2 separate regions of the Aphis gossypii genome follow, and region 1 is linked to region 2. The links are chromatin contacts, called in public Hi-C maps. All regions are on one chromosome and are shown on one strand. Each heading gives the region's core, a stretch centred on a gene start, on an enhancer-like site or on the middle of the called end of the contact. The rest is flanking DNA. Distances are from core to core; before and after follow the strand shown.

Region 1 (4,989 bases), core at 68-2,567, 290 kb after region 2:
CACCGTAACACCGAGAAAAACCTCTAAGACTCGATATAAAAAAAAGTATTAATAGATTAATCGTTTTCATATCGACACCGATACTATTGACTATAACATCTAAACTCCAAAGTTTATTCTTAACGACCATTTAGAGGATCGTAAAATAGTGTCTGCGGACTCGGAAAGCGGTTTTATCGAGATAGCAGACAGGTTAATAGCGACAAATCAAGATAACGCTATGAATATCACACGATAATATCTAATTATGATTATTTATCGCGTAACATACAGAAATATTCGAATAACTATAGAATGAACTGTAAAATGGTGTAATAACCCCGTATAAAACGAGAACGGCGGACGAAAATACAATACGCACGATCCCGTTTGCCGGCGACGCAATAACGAGTTTCCGCCGAGTGACCGCAATGAAAGTTCCGAGGACGACGAGAAACGGAACGTCGTTACAAACCAAATATTATTATTGCATAATGATTAATATAGGGAAATCCAAAAATGCCTCAGGCGATGGCTATATCCAAAAGAAATGTGACGTAATCACTAATTAAAAAAGTCTGACAGACGCACTTGAGTTCGAGATAAAAAGACTCGGGTACAACAAAAAAAAAATGAAAAAATAAAAAGCATATTTTATATAAACTTTTTGTACTTTTTTTGCCATCCAACTTTCGTTTAGCGCGCGTCCTTGCGCAATCGACTGCACTGGTGCGCGTATCGCACATTCGCACATGTCGTGCGGTCACGGCCTAACCCTTTCGAAAAATACGAAATCAAAAAAAAAAAAAAAAAACCAGTAGACAACAAACGTAGAAGCGTTCAACTACTTTTACATACTATATACTATACCAATATAATACTCGGTACTTAATGTGACAAAAAAAAAATAATATTTTATTAAAGCATTAATCTCTAAAGTAATATTAAAATTCATTATTGAACGTACCTGATCTGGCTAGTTATGATTTGCAATTATAATACGATGTATAGCGGTGTTGAAAAACGTAGACTTCTATACGATATTACACGTGCGAAACTGCAGCAGCTCTCTGTCGACGGTGGATAAAAAAACGTGTGTGGCGTGTGTGCACGGTGCAGGACGGGTCGGCCTCTGAATTGGATCCGGTAACTCACTGACGGTCGCTGAGACGTGTGCGCGTGCGCTCATCCGGCGAAGTATCAAAATAATAATAATAACGTAATAGGTATAGTTGTGAAATAACGACGTCAAAGCGTGACTGCGGGTGTGTGTGTGGTGGGGACAATTTTATTGTAGGAGTCGGAACGACAAGTTTGAAGTTTTCAGTTTTTTCGGGGACTGTTCAGACTGTCGGGGCATGGAGGGAGACTGTGGCGTTGAATTCAAATGCGACAATTTAATAGAAAAAGCTACCTAATAGATAATATTACTTTATTAGGCATTGTGGAGTCAAATTTTATTTTCATTATAATAAATCATAGACCTATTATTATAGGTCTATGAATAAAATAAAAATATTAAATTTCTTATCAAAAATCAAATCGAGGTATTCAAACGGTTGTACCCGCGGATGAGCAGCTGCGATCTCGACTATCTCGATCCATTGCAAGTCTCTCCCAGAAAACCCCATTACCACATTAATATTTTATTTCCTGTACCTACAGCAACTAAAAACAGTAATAACCGATAATACCCAGTCTCTCAGTGTGACGTACACTTTTACTTTTTAATAATACGACGTAATTAATAACCAAACGTCTTAGCACGTTTATTTAAATTATAATCTGACCTATTATGATTTTTGTAGACCTTTCTAAAATTTAGATCGTATAATAATTATCGATGACTATTGTGCGACGTATGCCGATCATAGTAATTACTAATTTATTGATACCCAGTTAGCCTATCCCACGTACATCCTGTAATTTTTGTCGCGACTCGTGACTTATCAATATTACATCCACATGGCCACATGCGTTTAGCCGGGTCCACGTCGTCTCCTGCGTCTCAGGCGGGGAACCAATGGCAACGGCGTCGCTACATCCCGGTGTTGCCAATCCAAAAGCTCCCTACAGCAGTACGGCACTGCGACATCACTCTATAACTCGAAATTTTCGTACATAGATAACTCTTCATTATCTATGGTTACGTACGCACATTGCAATCTCATAAACATAATAAAACAAGATTACTGAATTTTAAAGATTTAACCACGGTTCACAACAATAATGCCATGAAGGCACGAAGTACTAATAATAAATGATCAATGTGCCCAATAATAATCCCCAGTTAGTTTTATCCCTACTAAATAAAAATTATCCCTTTAAAATTTAACACCAATTAATTCATTTTTGTAGATTTATCATAGAATTTATTCTAATAATGTATTACATCAATCAACAAAATTGCTAGCAGCGAAAGGCAACAGAAATAAAATCTACCTAAACATACCTTTGATAACTAACAAAAATTAATCCATTTTTTGCTTTTTAAATTCAATAATAAACAACTGACAATTTAAATAATAACATATAAGTATTAAAATATACCATTAATGATATTAGAAACCAAGATCTCGACATCTTAATGGTAGAAATATACTGAAATACCTTACATTAATTTAAAAATAAAATATATTATATTATATTTAAGATAATTCAAAATTAAATTATTTATTTTGGTACAATCAGAGCAATATAATACATTATTATTCAAACATGTTATATTTGAATATTAAATAAGCTCAATAACTTACTAATATATTTTTGTTGATAGAGGATTATCCTATTTTAACACTTCAGTAAAATTAATTTTTATAAATTACAATACTTACTTCATAAAAATACATCATGTTTAACTCTTTGAAGAGTAAAACAAAAAAAGGAAATAGAGGCACCTGATGATAAAATAAGAATGATAAATAATTCAAATTTCAAAAAGAAGTTTTTATTCTTTAAGAAAAAAAAAGTTTTACATGTTGTTAGACGTTAGACCAGTTAGGTGCAGAACCACCTCCCCAGTTAGTATTGGCTGCACCAGTAGCTGGCGCAGCATTCCATTCTTCAGCCTAAAAATAAAACAAATTATAACAAAATACATAAATAATGGTGTTAAATATAACAAATAATACAAACCGCCCAGTCAAGTGCAGGAGCAGCAGCAACTGGAGCCACTGCCAATGGTGGCACAGGAGTTCCATCTTCAGCCCAATTTTGTGGAGCAGTAGCTGCTAAAGCACCCTCATTCCAATCAGCAGCTGTATTAGATAACGAATAAGCTTCTTCTACACCAACAACTGGCTTAACAGCTGAAGCTGCAGGCAATGCTTCTTTGGCAGCAGCTTCTTCTTTTTCAACCTAAAAATCATTAAATACGCATTTAGTATCTAAAAGTAGAATAAGAATAAAAAAACAAAACAAAAACTTACATCTTCAGGATCTCTGTAAAAGAACAAGTCAACAACAACATCCCATTTACCATCACGAGGAATAGTTCCCCTAAGACGAAGAACTTCACGGGCCAAGAACCACCACATAAGTCCAATAGAATGAGGAGACTATAATAAACAGTAAATAATAATTTATAGTAAAATAAATAAAATTTAAATACATTATTATTTTTAAAACAATTAAATAAGTATAAATTACCTTATTATTACACGGAATGGCAATGTCAACATATCGTAATGGAGTATCTGCATTACATAAAGCAATGACTGGGATATTAACATAAGAAGCTTCAGTGATTGGCTGATGATCAGTGGCTGGATCGGTTACAACGAGTAATCTAGGTTCACGGAAAGCAGCCTAGTAAAAATAAAAAATAATCTGTCAATATTTACATGAATATAATGCATGTATGAAAATATAACAATTTTAAATTACTTAAATATTGTCAGTATACAATAATTTATCAATCATTAATTTTCAGATTGACTGGGGTGTATAGTCATCATTTAAGTAAAAAGTATTATTTCATTCTGTTTAATATATTGTAATATTAACTAAATAGAACATATTAAAGCTTTAGAATTTATATTAATTAGAATAAGAACATTTTCTCATCAATTATTAAATCCAAAAACTTAGTTAACAAGATTATTTCATTATATGGAATAATATATTATTTGTACTATTTAATTTTTTTATCATTGCACTTAATATATCAATAAAAATGTATGACCATGTTATATGGAAAATGAAAATAAATCAGAACCATAATAATATATTAATCATTAATATTCAGATTGACTGGGGTGAATAGTCATCATTTAAGTTTCATAAGTATAAATAATCAACATTATTTGTTGTATAGTAATATTTATATTAAATAGAGAATTTCACTAAGTTTAATAAATTTATTAACTAAAATAAGAAGGATATTTTTAATTATTTCACCTGAATAACTTAATTAGTTTATTAAAATGCATATAGATCATTATTAACTATTAAGTTTAGTATCACAGAATTATTTAAAATATAAAAACACACATACAAGGAAATTAAAAAATCTTGTGTCAGAAACTATAGATTAATCAATCATTATAATTCAGATTGACTGGGGTGTATAGTCATCATTTAAGTTTCGTAAGTATGATTAATCAACATTATTAATTATTGTATGGTAAAAAATAAATTAAATGGACAATTTCACCAAGTTTAATGAATTTATCAACTAAAATAAGATAAATATTTTCAACAATTTCACCTGATTAAGTTTAATATCTAAGAATGACTTAAATTATAAAAACATACATTTAAGGAACTTATAAAACCTCATGTCAGAAACTATAAATTGATCAATCATTATAATTCAGATTGACTGGGGTGTATTAAGTCATCATTAAAAAAAAAAAAATAGTAATATAGTAAGAAATATACCTACATATCGTAACCTATAATTGAGTCTTGTTTTACAAAAATTAAAATTAAAGACAAGTAGGTTGTAATTTACAATATACTTAATTCTAGACATTGTGAATATCTTGGTAGGCACTATTTTTTATTTAA
Region 2 (4,740 bases), core at 2,105-4,604:
CTAAAAAATAATCTGCTACCGCCACCAGCTGCAACAGTATTTATATCCAGCTAGTAAACAAAGAAAAAAAAAATTTCTAAATAAAATAACTTGAATAAAAATATAGTATATTTAACATATGAATAATATTTTTACTTGAGGGGCTTGAATTGTGACACCAGCAGTTATTGATTCAAAAACATGCTCAAATGCTCCATCATAACGACTAACATCGGTTGATGTACCACCCATGTCAAAGCCTATAACAGGTTTATAAGGAGTAGTCACTGTGTATCCAACCACACCACCTGCCGGACCTGATAAAATAGCTCTCGAACCGTTGAAACTAAACAATTTTTTAAAAATAATTGTTTTAATGTGCAGCACTTGACACTTAAAATTGATCACATTTTATACCTATTCATTGGCGTTAGTCCACCATCACTTTGCATAAATAATATATTAACATCTTTTAAATTATCTTTAAATCCTGAAGCAAATCCCTAAGCATGATATTATTTTAATTCTATTAATTTGTATACAAAATGCCAATAATTAAAATTTACTTCAATATATTTTTTTATATGTGGCGTCAAATAAGCATCTGCACAAGCTGTATACCCCCGAGGTACAATTTTTACCATAGGCATTACTTCATGAGACAAAGATACATGTTCAAAACCAACTTCTTTAGCTATTCTTCCAACAGTACGCTCATGTTCATTATAACTACATATAAATTAAAAACAAATAGGTTTAGGTATACATTATAATAAAAGTTAATATTATTATTATTAATTTTTAAACAAATCTTTCATTGGTCAGTAAATGTATAAACACAGAAAAACAAGAAATAATTACCTACTTTGTACTAAAAAAAAAATATGTATAAATTTTATTTACGTGTAAGAATGCATTAGAGCAACAGCAATACTTTTAATTCCTTTAGATCTTAAAGATATTAAGTCATTTTTTAGTGCAGTTTCATCAATTTGTTTTAAAATTAGAATATCTTCACCAGTCACACCTTGGACAATTGGCTTATCATCCCAAATTGGAGTTAGCTGATCACATTTTTCACACTTTAAATTAATTACTCTACAATCTATTTCCATAACTTCTTCATATAACACATCTGGTGTTACAATTTCCTAAGATACATTATTTATTTATATTAGGTATAAGACAGAATTATGATTTATCATTGTTCTAAAATTCTTACTAAATCAAATATTTTTGGACGAGCTTGATTGCCAATGTGTAATAAATCTTTGAAACCACGAGTTATCAACAAAGCCATACGTTCACCTTTTCGTTCTAGAAGAGCATTTGTTGCAACAGTTGTACCCATTCGAATCCATTCTATGTAACTACTATCAATAGGCTCACTTTGTGGCATACTTTTTCCAGTTTCCTAGAAAAATGAAAATATTTTTTTAAGATAATCTGTTTTTTTATGCTGTAAAAGATTTTTACTGTTTCTAATATTCTTCTTATGCCTTCACGAGGGGCATCTGAATAATTTATTGGATCAACTGATAAAAGTTTCATAACATGAACTTTTCCATTTGGACATTTAGCATAAATGTCTGTAAAAGTACCACCTCGATCAATTGAAAATTTAAATTTTCCTCCCATGATACTTGTATTTAAATTACCTAAAATAAAATTGAGATATATTATTTACAAGTGATATCACTTTTTGATAAAAAATGTGACATTTTAAGTAATAATTAGGTAATGTGAAAAAAATTTGTAAAATCATAATTTTTCAATTAAATATCTTATGTTGTCATATATTTTGTTTATAAGCTTAAATATTTATGATACACAATATATTAAATTTTCAGGTCTTAGCTATAAAAATTATACATTTTATAAATTTTTAACTACAAAATAATTCTGATTTTTGTAATTGTTAAGAATTTTGTCAAAAATAACTTCGAATCATTAAAAACAACTATGTAATTTAAATATTTTTAATATGCATAATAACAACTTGTGAAAAGCCTTTAAATAAATTGTTAAGCTTTTTGATCTAGTGTTTTCTTTTCGAAATTTAAAAAAAAAAATCAAAATCAATAATATTAAATTTCTATAAATAGTTCAAAATATTCAAAATATTTTGAAAATTATACCTAGTAAAAAAAATGATAATTGGTTAAACATGTAAATATCAACAGATATTCGTTCTAAAGAGTTACAAACAACTTTCAAAATTTGGTTAGGTTTTTGTTTTTCTAGATTTTAATATTTTATTTTGTTTTATTAAATTATTTAAATATTTTGAAACGTATTGGGATTTGGGAATACATATTCAAAATACTCTCATACACAATTGGCTACTAGATACCACCCTCAAGCTTTCAGTTAATATAAAAACACTTATTTAGTAAACAGTTTCAAAACTCTGTTGACACAGAAAATAACACATCATTATAAAATCAATAAATTCATCGTTCCGCTCAGTCAAAAACATGCAAAATAGGATTATTAGGATTGTCTGATGGTAAGTATTTAAGTCATACGTAAATAATGATTAGGAAAAGGGTGTGGTTGAAACTCCAAAAGTTTTTTAAGTTATTAGTTGATAAGACTTACTGGTGGTTGAGTTTAAACCAAAAAATTAAAATTAAATAATAATAATTACTTATTATGTTAAATACCTATAAAAAAACGTCTCAAATTTGAGGAAAATTAATCAAATAGTATTATGATAAATAATTTATAATTAAAATAACCGTAAAAACATGAAATGTCGGTAATACAAGATGTCGAGATTATAATAATGTATAGAAAATATGCGTTTCTACACTAAATAACTGAGACACTATGACTGAAGTTATTAGTTACTAAATTTCTTCTACTTTGAACTCTTCATACTTTATAGTCTTATCTTCGCGGGTCATAAGTATTTTGATCAGTGTTGCTACGATTTATAAAATTAATTAAGGTACAATCAGGATTTAAGATATATTTCAATAAATAAAATAAATCTCGCATATCCATATTACCATGGCTAAATTTAGCCATTATAATATATTATTTTATTTATTTTTTTTAAATTATAGCTATAAATCTATGACGAAATGGTTATTTTATATTTCATCATATATACAATACGAGGATTAATGACAAACCAGTACTATTAAGTATTATTGTATAATTTACGATTTAAGATATCTTTAGGTATCTATATTATACTTTTGTTAAACTCGAAGAGTTATGTAAATTGTAAAAACTTTAGGACATAACATAACAATACATTACCACTGGACTGTCTGGACTTTACTATTTTAGAGTTAAGACGTCTTAAACTATTATATTTAATCTATAATTTCTTGTCAATTAATAACGATAACAAGAAGTCAACAAGTATTGATAATAATTCTACAGAATATTCTGTGATAATTCCGTTAAAACATCGCGTATGGCGTATGTTCGTTTCGTGATAAGGATTCGAATTTCGAACGGTTTTTGTCTTTGTCGTTAATAATTGTTGTCTAAAATTTGTGTATTTGCTGTTTCTGAAGTTACGAGCTTTGAGTTACGACCAAAAATTAATAGTTGTAGCTGTGTATTAACCGACGTAACGTTTTTTACCTGGAGTTCTGGCAATAGAAGTAAGTAATAAAAACTATTGAAACGAGTTCATAATCTGTTAATATTTCGAAAAAATTGAATGCTTAGTTTTTTAGAACTTCGTTTGTTTTCATTGTTTAATACGCATGATTTTTACTTTGAACTTAAAACGAACTATAAATAAATCGAAGTCTCATACGAATGTGACACAGTAGCGGATCCAGAAGTTACCCAAGGGGGGGGGGTGGATTTTCATAAGTGAAACATTGGCTTTCAGTGAGTTCCAGCCCAATATTATAACTTATAATATAAAAAATAAAAAATACAGCCCAAGGAGGGGTTAGGTTAGCCCCCATCGCCCCCCCTCGTATCTGCCACTGATGTGACAAATGTAGTTGGTTTCTAACCATAAGTAAGAAAAAGCTTAATTCCTAACCATGGCTTAAAGTAGTAGGTATCTAAAGCTGTCTAAATGGTCCTGACCATTTAGGTCGGACCAACATTGGATTTTTGAGCTGTGTAACTATATGTTTAAACATTTCTATGAATGTCTTTGTTCAACATCAATTTAATTTTAACCTACCTTTAACTAGAAAGCCACATGATATTTTATTTATCCTTCAAAACTGTTTCATTATACTTTTGTGTGTATGTCACAATTATTACTATCAATATCAATAATTACACATCTGCATACGATACTATTATTATTGTGATTTATATATTATCATAATTTTTTATAGCCAGATATTAAAATGGATAATAAAGCTGTACACCAACCAATGGTGACCGATGAACCACAAAATGAAGTTCAAAACTCAAACATTCACCCATTGTCTGATCATATGAATATAAGTGTAGCGTTTAAGGAAATAGTCTCCAAGGATCCACCCAGGTATACAAAATTTATCGAAGCTGTCAATAAGACATTTGAAGAAATTAGTGATTGTGTTGGGTAAATTAAATATAATTTTTATAAATTAATATTATACTGACATTATAATTATTTATTCAGATAGGTTAGGTTACCTATGTACACTATTAAACATTTTAATATTAATTTTTGTAGTCCAGAAGAATTTAAGAACATAATGGGTGATATATCGTTTTTAAAAAGTAAAAGGAATGTGACAAATTTGTTGACTACATTAAAAACTCAGATCAATAGCCTGATGAGCA

Evidence for each region. A called contact is a pair of places that touch in the nucleus more often than the background predicts.
Region 1: a Hi-C map of whole body shows a contact between it and region 2, with 4 times the contacts expected there. The contact joins the promoter of LOC114130695 here to the promoter of LOC114130679 in region 2. A contact is called at or near these places in 2 of 2 Hi-C or Micro-C datasets (both in whole body).

The regions. Positions count from the first base shown.
Region 1 is chr2:23,984,748-23,989,736 of ASM2018417v2, forward strand. LOC114130695 (maternal protein exuperantia) reads right to left here and starts at 1,318. Exons shown (of 6, transcript XM_027995721.2): 1 at 947-1,318. LOC114130697 (40S ribosomal protein SA) reads right to left here. Exons shown (of 7, transcript XM_027995725.2): 4 at 3,628-3,786; 5 at 3,408-3,536; 6 at 3,115-3,336; 7 at 2,905-3,047. The coding sequence ends at 2,961.
Region 2 is chr2:23,691,317-23,696,056 of ASM2018417v2, forward strand. LOC114130679 (5-oxoprolinase) reads right to left here and starts at 3,355. Exons shown (of 23, transcript XM_027995701.2): 1 at 3,250-3,355; 2 at 1,456-1,637; 3 at 1,202-1,393; 4 at 883-1,130; 5 at 546-708; 6 at 397-482; 7 at 136-325; 8 at 1-50. The coding sequence starts at 1,617. It overlaps LOC114130680, which reads left to right and starts at 3,437. Exons shown (of 4, transcript XM_027995704.2): 1 at 3,437-3,602; 2 at 4,305-4,456; 3 at 4,631-4,740. The coding sequence starts at 4,317.